Linked DNA regions of Mus musculus: regions 1 and 3 are each linked to region 2. Evidence: chromatin contacts called from public HiChIP or PLAC-seq and promoter capture Hi-C data. All regions are on one chromosome and are shown on one strand. The core of a region is the stretch at or near the end of the contact, and the rest is flanking DNA. Distances in the headings are between cores, read along the strand shown.

What was found. Promoter capture Hi-C pulls out the DNA fragments that hold promoters and counts their contacts. HiChIP or PLAC-seq counts read pairs in DNA pulled down with a chosen protein or histone mark.
Region 1: a contact with region 2 is called in a promoter capture Hi-C map of pre-B cells, with 2.5 times the contacts expected there. The contact joins the promoter of Tmem8b here to the promoter of Dnajb5 in region 2. A contact is called at or near these places in 2 of 39 promoter capture datasets (the C10 cell line and pre-B cells) and 3 of 484 Hi-C or Micro-C datasets (CD4 T cells, embryonic stem cells and regulatory T cells).
Region 3: a contact with region 2 is called in an H3K4me3 HiChIP or PLAC-seq map of fetal liver, with 7 times the contacts expected there. The contact joins the promoter of Arhgef39 here to the promoter of Dnajb5 in region 2. A contact is called at or near these places in 1 of 39 promoter capture datasets (the C10 cell line) and 1 of 115 datasets of contacts at active chromatin or transcription factors (fetal liver).

What each region holds. Positions count from the first base shown.
Region 1 is chr4:43,667,418-43,670,631 of GRCm38.p6, forward strand. It overlaps Tmem8b (transmembrane protein 8B), which reads left to right and starts at 1,890. Exons shown (of 13, transcript NM_001368840.1): 1 at 1,890-2,617. The coding sequence starts at 2,089. Fam221b (family with sequence similarity 221, member B) reads right to left here and starts at 1,442. Exons shown (of 7, transcript NM_175517.3): 1 at 1,177-1,442.
Region 2 is chr4:42,948,617-42,951,632 of GRCm38.p6, forward strand. Dnajb5 (DnaJ heat shock protein family (Hsp40) member B5) reads left to right here and starts at 1,251. Exons shown (of 5, transcript NM_001355438.1): 1 at 1,251-1,388; 2 at 1,860-2,327. The coding sequence starts at 2,146.
Region 3 is chr4:43,506,990-43,510,165 of GRCm38.p6, forward strand. Arhgef39 (Rho guanine nucleotide exchange factor (GEF) 39) reads right to left here and starts at 1,758. Exons shown (of 12, transcript NM_001013377.3): 1 at 1,596-1,758; 2 at 788-974. Car9 (carbonic anhydrase 9) reads left to right here and starts at 37. Exons shown (of 11, transcript NM_139305.2): 1 at 37-406; 2 at 1,325-1,354; 3 at 1,614-1,784; 4 at 1,904-2,046; 5 at 2,129-2,221. The coding sequence starts at 67.

The DNA.
Region 1 (3,214 bases), core at 640-3,139, 720 kb after region 2:
TTAATCTTCCAAACACGCCCCAATTGTATCTCTTTCTCACTGCTCCCTTCAATTTGTTCATGTCCTCATTATCTTCTGCCTGGCGGTACAGTACCATTGGCTCTCCACTACCACCTCTGCATATCCACCCACTCAACCTTACACTTAGGACATATTTTATAAACATCCCAAACTAACACTTTACTCAGGCACCATGTATGCATCTGGGACCAGATGAGCTTGAGAGGCAATGCAGCACACAGGAGCAGAATGGATGGCTTGTCTCCAGGATGCTGTGAAGAGGGAGGGTGCTAGATTCACCCTAGAAAGATCCAGGAGGGAAGCTCTTTCCTCCTCCAGCAAGACCTTTTGAACACACACAACCTTCTGAACCAGCCTAATGGATGACATCCAAGTTTCTTGGCCCTGACTGGCAAGGTCTGTTGTCACCACCTCAGACCCTTTCAGGTGCTAAGGAATGAACTGGAGGCTTTTATATGCTGGCAAGTGCTCTATCATGGAGCTACACCCAAAAACCCTTGGTATTTTGAGACAGGGTCTCACTATAGGCCTGGCTGGCCTAGAATTTGGACCAAGCTGGCTTTAAACTGGCAATAATTCTCCTGCCTCTACTTCCCAGGTACTGAAATTACAGGCCAGTGCCACCACTCGGGCTTCCAACACAGACCCTGTCATCTGTACAAGTCTATCATCATTTGTAAGAGCTACTTAAGGATTCACGTGTTTCTCTGATCTGTAGTGTGTCCCGTGTCTCAGAGACAGTATTAGCTACCTTGAGATATTGCATCTTAAGCTCATTAGAGCGATCTCTCAGCAGAAGACCTGGGTTTAATTCTCAACATGGCTGCTCACGACCGCCCGTAATTCTAGTCCCAAGGGCTCTGACCCTCTCTTCCAGCCTCCACAGACACTGTACTCATGTGGTGTACAAATATACACGCAGGCAAACACACCCATACACATAAAATAAAATTAAAGGTTTGTTTTTTAAAAAAGTAATTACTTTCCCTGGGGTCTTTCTACAGGGCAAACTAGCAAAGGGGCAGAGGGAGGATGACGAGAAAGTGGGTGAGAACGCGGACAAAAAGTAGAGGACGAGCGGGGAAGGACAGATGGTATTAGGAAAAGTGGCAGGGTAAAGGGCTGGGGTGGAGGGCTGTTTGAAAAACTACCTACCTCTCTGCTTGGGCTTGGTGATCCCAAGTCCTTAGGTCAGGATCTTTACCTGGGTTGGAGGGGGAAGTATTGATTCTGACCTACGGAATGGTTTTGCTGTTGATGAGCCAGGCTGTAGGTGCTAACTGAGAGGCCTTGTTAAGTTTGTTTGGGAAGGCGTAGGCACCTGCAGACCTTAGCAAAGGGACTCTGGCCCCAGTTGATAAAGGCAGTAAAGGGAAGGAAGAAGAGAGGTCCAGGGCCAATGAAGGATGCGCTCTAGAACCCAGGACAGGCTTCGATCCCCAGGGCAACAGAAATGCCAAGTAGTCTCCAGGGCAACAGAAGTCTTCTCGTCATCTCCGGGCGTGGGTGAGGTTTCCTGAGAGGGCTGCTTTGGATCTAGTTGGGATCAGAGTTGAGTGAGTCTCTCTGTAGGCTGTGCAGACCTAGGAATGGGAGGAACACGGCCCGAGAGGAGCCTGGTTTTGTGAATTTCTGGAAGGTTTCTGTACAGTATGTGAGCCGCGTTCACTGGGAGATGTGGACCTGAGAGGTGACCCAGGGCCGGGCGGTGAGGCTTGAGACAGAGGCTCTAAGGTAGGCAGCGCAGCAGGCTTCAGTTAGAGGCCAATAGAATTGGGTAGGGGCGGGCTTTGCTGAGAGCGGCCAATCGCATGGGGCGCGGGGCGGAGCGTCAGGCGAGCGTCACGCCGCGGCCGCCGCGGGGCCTGGTTAACGCCGGTTCAGCGCAGCCCGGAGTCGCCCAGGCCTGAACTCCTCCCCAGGTCCCGGCCCCGGCCCCGGCCCCGGCCCCAGCCCCGAGCCCGCGAGGACGCCAGAGGCCACCCCCCGGGGGTGGGGAGCGGAGCCGCGGGTCAGCTCTACGAGCGTCCCGTGCTGGCCTGGCCGGCCCCGCCCCCGCCCCGGGCCATGGCCCAGCCCTTGTCCCGGCCCCTCATCCTATCCCAATTTCAGCCTTGGCCTCCGGCCACGCCCTCGCCCCGCTTCCCAAACCTGTCCAGGCCCCGGCCGGTGTCCCAGCGAATGTCCAGGTCCAGGTCCCCGCTTCAACCCCGGTCCCTGCCCCCAGCCTGGCCGCTATCTCCGCCTCGGCCCTTGTTCCACCCCTTGTCACAATTCCCAGCCCAGCATCTGACCCTGTCCCATTCCCCGCGTTTGCTTAAGCCCCTGGCCCAGCCACAGCCCTTGCTTCAATCTCCATCACACCCACTCCTTCCATCACACCTTCTGCCCTTGTTTGAGCCCCGGTGCTCAGTTCAGCGCCACCCAAAAAAAGCCCAGTCTTTGCCCCCATCTCTATGTTTGCCCAAGTCTCTTCCACTGGGTCCCCGCCTCTCTCATACTCTACCCCTCTCCCAGCCTCGACTCAGGTCTGGGCTCCAGCTGCCACCAGCCCTATTGCTGCTGTTGCTGTTTTCTGTCCTTGGTCCAGGGGCTGGTGAGTGGAGAAGCGGAAAGGATTGAGACCGGATGGGGTTCCAGGGAGGGATAGCTTGGAAAGAGTCGGGAGAGGTGGGACTTGGTGAGCTCGGTCACTGGGGGAAGAAATGTGTGTGTGTTGGAGGGGAAGAGCAAGAAGGGGGCTTACACAAGAGATGGATTTGCAGCCTTTAAGAGTGGTGAGGCAGGGACTCTCAGGTAGTTCAGCAGGTTGCTAATAGTCCTCAAGAGATGGAGATCTCCTTTCCCGGTGTCCATCCTGACTCCTTGAGTCTGGCTTACCCTGGGAAGTCTTGGGGACTTTGCTCCTTTTGTTTCCAAAGTTTTATGGAGAGGACATAGTAAAAGCTTTTATTGTAACCTGAGATATGGAGACACTGTAGCCTAAAACTTTGAGATAACAAACACGCATTAAAAGAAAAAAGGGCTGAAAAGCAGTTTTGAAGACAATATGTTGCATTATATAGATGGACATGGGTTATTTACTCTTTCTTCTTGTGCTGGGTCTTTCCCTAAGCAATCATAGCTGGGCTAAGGATAGTTTTTGATACGTTTAAAGCATGACTGAACCTCAGCACAATTCTGCAGATGAGGA
Region 2 (3,016 bases), core at 1-2,500:
CCCCCCCCCCCCGCTCCCTCCAGCACAGATGGGCCTGGGAGACAGTAACGTGGGCGCCAAGCTCGGTGTCTGCTGGAGCGGCGGCTTCCGCTGGCGACCGCCTCCGCAGGCCCGCCTGCTCCGAGTATCGGGGACACTGGGGCTGAGATTTAATGATTTACTAGGGGGCTGGGGGGCCAGAGATGACAGTGCATGAGGGTGCTAAGAAAGAGGATCATGAAAAGCTGAGGTAAAAGATTAAAGGGGGAACTATGAGCTATGAGATTGCAGACTATGGAAGCAGGGAATTGAATTAAGAATTAAGACAAAAGGCGGGAGATGGAGGGGGAAGTAAAAAGATACAGAACAGGGCAGAAATTTGGTGTGAGGGAAGACCAGGTATCACAGGGGGTAAGAAAAAGGACGGGGGGGGGGGGCGGGCAGCGAGGAGAAGATGGAAGGTTAGTTTATAACGAGGTTGAACTGGACACTGTGGACTCCAAGTGGCTGAGAAGCCACTGCTCCTAAGCGAGCCGCTGTGAAAGGACTGAAGATGGAGGGCATCTGGACAGAGACTCAGGAAGGTGTTACCAGTTACTAGCGCAGAGGATAATCACAGGGGCACTTAGAATCTCAGCTCTATCCGGCTCTGTTTTGTGTTACAGTTAAACCATGGCAGGTCAATCCCAGGTCAAGACAAGGGAAAGCTAAACCAGGCCAGGTCAAGTTGGATCACAATCTGATAGAAGACGAGTAAGAAGGGATGAGCTTTGGATACTGATCCAGAGCCTTTGCCTCTCCTTCGACTCGAAAGAATGCCTGGTGTCACCAACAACTGATGAGTGCAGCTTTCCTAATAGGTTGTCTTTGAGGTTGCACTCGTTCCAGAAGGTTCTCCCTGGACTCAGGCGGTGGCTAGAATGTCTCACCTTCTCATACTGGAGACTGGACTAATATAGTTGCCCACACTGGCTTGGGTCGAAATCACAGGGACCAGCCAATAAAATCAAAGGGCGCCTGGAGTTGCCTCCCTATGTTCTTTTCACCAATAACACGACGAGATGGAGAAGAGGTGTGGTTGATTGATCCCAGAGGGCACCAATCACACCCACACCAATCACTGCCCGGAATGTGTGCGCGTGTGGCCGGGTGACAGGGGCGGAGAAGAGGTGGCTATCACCCGGACGCTCGTTGAGAGGTATCCAATCACAGAAGAGTCTGAGCTGAGTGACGGATAGACCGGGCAATGGGAAGCGCGGAGGCGGAGCCGTGGGGGCGGGCTCCCGGTCCCGCTGTCTGCGGCCGGCGGGCAGGCGACTCCTGTCCCGAGTGGAGGCGGCGGAGCCGGAGCCGGGGGAGGGGGCAGCGGCTGATAGAAGGACCGCGGCGGCGCCCGCAGCTCCTCACCGGTGAGGGCGCTGAGCGAGGACTCGGGGGTCCCGGGAGTGGGGCGTCGAGAAGAGAGGTCCTGGTATGGGGGGTTGGGACACCGTGGGCCCATAGTCTCCTCTGTCGTAGGGGTGAGGGGCCTGGGAGCTCGGGGTCTGCCAGGTGCTGGGTATCTGCGACAAGGGTCGGGTTGGGTCGGGTCGGATTGGGTTGCGCCGGGCGGAGGCGTTTCTGAGCAGGCCAGCCAGCCAGCTGGGGTGACATCACCGACCCCCCTCCCCCGCGCGAACCCCCTTCCTTCCTCTCCCTGCCGCGCCTTTTGTCCGGGCCAGGCTCGGCTCTGCCCCGCCCCTCCCCGCCCATCTGCGGGGGAGGAGACTCCCCGTCAGTGACTTCATTGAGTAGGTTCTTGGGGATTGGGCTTGGGTCCTCCCCAGAGAGGCGAGAGGAGCTCACTGACTCTCAGGCCCTCACTATCACACCTGTCACAGGTACACACGCTGCCACTCAACAACTACACACTGTCACTGCCAGCCTCACTGTCACACAGCCGAACAGGCGCTCACATCATTCAGCCAGACACTGCTGCACCTGAGAGCAGGTGGCCACTGGATCCTCTCTCTGCACTCTACACCTGGGGACCGGGTCCAGCTCCCTGGGCACGATACAGGCCTTGCTGGGTCACGGCCTCTGGGAATCTGAGGAGGTGGCTTCCAGAGCTACAGCGTCCCAAGCAGGCTCCGGTGGAGCGATCAGAGGTGAGGGGCTTGGCTGGGCATGTTTAAGCGCACAGTGCTGTCCTGCCCACCCCCAGCAGCACCCCCACTGCAGGCTCGAGGAGCTTTCCGGAGCTTCCCACACTTCTGGGGAGAAGACTTCTTAGCCAGCTTGATGTTTAAAATTCAGCTGGAGCCCTTAAAACTTCGAGCGTGGACGCTGAATGGGTTTGTAAAGTTTCGGTAAGTCCCTCCTGAGAAGGGCGCTCATACCCATGCCAAGTCAGATTCTCCACATCAGCCATTCCCTGCATTGCCTCCTTCCTTCCTCCCTGTCATCCTCATCTCCCCCCGGTATGTGCATGAGTCCCCTTGACCTCACCTGTACTTTTGAATGAATTGTACCCCATGTCATTCATCTCTCTCTCAAACTCATGTTTCCACGAATATCTCCAATATTTCAGCTCTTAGGTTCTCCCTCCCAACCCATCAGTAACGTGTGGTCCACTTCAGCCTTTTCCTTTTGTCATCTCTCATCCCTGTCCGTCAGACCCTGTCTCCTCCCTGTACTTGATGGTCCCTCTTGCTATCTGTCCTCATTTTTTCTTTCATCCCTAGCTCTACCTTGACATACTCATTCTTCATCAAAGGCAGAGCCATGCCTTGGGGCTCCTTTGTCATCCTACCACGTGGCTTGTGGGGAGGGAGAGGGAAGGAGGGTGGAAAGAAGGAGGGAAAGGAGGCAGGTCCTGAGAGTTTGCCCTGTGTCTGTAGAGGCAAGAGAATTATGGGTCTAGAGCAGCTAGCAGGTGGGTGCCGGAGAGGAAGCTGGCTGTGGTGGGGAAGAGATATTGAAGGACTACAAACGGTGGGTGGGCTGGTAAGCTGGGTCACTGCCCTCTGCCTGGAAGCCGCTGGAGTTCCCTGGGCAC
Region 3 (3,176 bases), core at 508-3,007, 560 kb after region 2:
CAGCTCCTATTTCCGATGCACGTACAGCCCGTCCACAGTGTGTCCTGGGACACCCCAGTCAGCTGCATGGCCTCCCTGGGCCCCAGCCCCTGGGCCCCTTTGTCGACCCCAGCCCCTACTGCACAGCTGCTGCTGTTCCTGCTGCTCCAAGTGTCTGCTCAGCCCCAGGGCCTGTCCGGGATGCAGGGGGAGCCCTCCTTGGGAGACAGTTCATCTGGGGAGGATGAGCTGGGCGTGGATGTTCTGCCCAGTGAAGAGGATGCACCTGAAGAGGCGGATCCACCCGATGGGGAGGATCCACCTGAAGTTAATTCTGAAGACAGGATGGAGGAGTCCCTTGGGTTAGAGGATCTATCGACTCCCGAGGCTCCTGAGCACAGTCAAGGTTCCCACGGGGATGAAAAAGGTAAGTGGTCATTAACTTCCAAATCTAGGCTCAGGTAAGTTTATGCCTTGTCCTCCCCCACTCCCCTCTCTTCCCCGAAATGCTAGCTGAGAGCATTCGGCAATTATACTCTAATAGGTAGTCTTTCCCCCCTAAAAGGAGAGAAGAAAAAAAAAGCCGAGAATAGGGGGAAATTAAAGAGGAAATAGAACTGGGAATGGACAGAGGGGGAAAATAAGTGTGTGTGTGTGTGTGTGTGTGTGTGTGTGTGAAGAGAGGGAGGTAGAGAGAATGAGAGACAGACAGACAGAGACAGACACAGAGAGACAGAGACAGAGAGATGAAAAGGGAAGAGAAGGGGGCTCCTGGAAGACACACAAGGAGCTCACAGCCGTTACTCACCTATGATTTGCGGTGTGGGAAAAGACAGGTGGAGGAACTTTGGTTTGCTCTGGGGGCGGAGGATGAGATAAGGTCTTATTGTGTAGATCGGATTGGCCTTGAACTAGTTCTGCCCTTTACCTTCTTCTTCCTCCGAGTTCTGGGATTTCAGGTGTGTGCGCCACCGTGCTTGGCTCTAAGCCAGGAACTTTAGACAGGAAAGAGAGATGAGTGGGAAGGTGGGTGAGTAAGGGAAAAAGAACGATGATTTGGATCTCAAACTGAAGCCGTGCCTACAGACCCTAGTTTGCAAACTATCGGTAGGGCTACTGATGGCTCCTGCAGTGATGGTGGCGGTGGCGGAGTCCCAGCTGGTGGTAGTCCACTGTGCTTCACACCAGCCTTGCTACATTCCTTTCTATTACGTGCAACACTCTTGTAAGACATCCGGGGCTGTGAGGCCCCCTGCCAGAGCGGGAGGGAATATTTTTTTATTCTGGGCACTGGGAAGGGACTGGGCTGTAAGAGTGGGCTTATTAATTCTTCTCATTTATGCAGGGGGTGGCCACAGTCATTGGAGCTATGGAGGTAAGACACGGCCGGCTACACAGACCCAATCTGGGAGCCCAGCCCTGGTGATCTGCCGCACCAACATTCCCAGTAGTAGCCCTAGACTGGACCCAGGTCCTACTCTATGGCCCCCCTCCCGCGCCCCGCACTCCCCCACGCCAGTCCCTGGAGCGCCCCCCCTTCCTCCCACCCCAAGCGTCCTGACTCCACCCCTCACTTATCCTAACGGTTCTTGTCCAAATCGCTAGACTTCTTGCACCTTTTCCTCTCATCCCAGGCACCCTACTCTGGCCCCAGGTGTCCCCAGCCTGTGCTGGCCGCTTTCAGTCCCCGGTAGACATCCGCCTGGAGCGCACCGCATTCTGCCGCACTCTGCAACCCCTGGAACTTCTGGGTTATGAGCTCCAGCCTCTCCCGGAACTGAGCCTATCCAACAATGGCCACACGGGTGAGGTGTCTGGGGCGGGACCTATGGAGGGGAGTGGCAATCAAGCTGTGCACTTAGGAGTTCTGCTGGTGCTCACGCTCACGTGTGGGTAGACTTCTCACTTGCCACTCCCCACGCAGTACAGCTGACTCTGCCGCCGGGGCTGAAGATGGCTCTGGGACCTGGGCAGGAATACCGGGCCTTGCAGTTGCATCTACACTGGGGAACTTCAGATCACCCAGGCTCAGAACACACAGTCAATGGTCACCGTTTCCCTGCTGAGGTGGGGACTGGGCTGTCCCAAGAAGAAGCAAGAGGGTATGATCAGAGGTCTGGCCACTATCTGATCCTTCCATCCTCTCTAGATCCACGTGGTGCACCTCAGTACTGCTTTCTCCGAACTTCATGAAGCCTTGGGCCGCCCAGGAGGCCTGGCAGTTTTGGCTGCCTTTCTGCAGGTACCCTATTTGACATTCACGTCCTGTGGGTTCATGCATCTGGCTAGCAGAGACACCATTCCAAGCACAAGCGCAAGCTGGTCAATTAGCTCTCAGCCCCATTCACTCCTTTGTTCATTCACTCAGCACCAGCAGGGAACCAGGAAGCAGACTAACACAAGGCTTCCTTTAGGAGGAAGGCTGTCTTGACAGTCATAAGTGACGAACACGGAAAAAATAATGGCCACAGAGGAGGCGAAACTTAAATCTTTCACTGATGGGAAACAAGGAGGAATACTGCACAGAGAGAGGTCAGCGTGAGCAAGGCTGGAGTATGGACCAGTTAGGGAGTGCCACAGCAACAAGCTATGCCCTGGGAAGAGCCATTTCTCTGCTGCTTCTGTGGCCCCTCACTTCCCCTTCATGAAGTGCAGTATTCAGTGACCTCTTTGTACCTGTAATAATCAAGAACGTACACTCCAAGGTGGGAGGAAGCCAGGAAGTGAGGACGCCTATGAGACTTACCAGTGTGACATTCACAGCACAAAGTTCAGGGAAGTTCCTCAGGAGCAGGCGGGCAGGCGTGAGTTATTAAAGTGAACGCAAAGGCAGTACAAGTATAACATACATGATGGTCTTCTTCAGGAAACCACGGCGTGTGTGTGTGTGTGTGTGTGTGTGTGTGTGCGAGAGAGAGAGAGAGAGAGAGAGAGAGAGAGAGAGAGAGAGAGAGAGAGAGAGTGTAAATAGTGATGAGTGAAACGATGGACCTAGATCTTGAGGGCCAGGCAGCCTGGGAAACTTTCTCCCCTTCAGTTTGCCATTGCTAATTCATTTGCAAAGCAAGAGTAATAGAACTTGAATAAGATTGTATATTCCCCAGCATCCTTAGAGGTGAGGAACGGGGAAAGACTATGGGAACCCCATCCCATGCCCAGGCTTCCAGCTGTAGTCCTAGAAATGGGTATCAATTGGC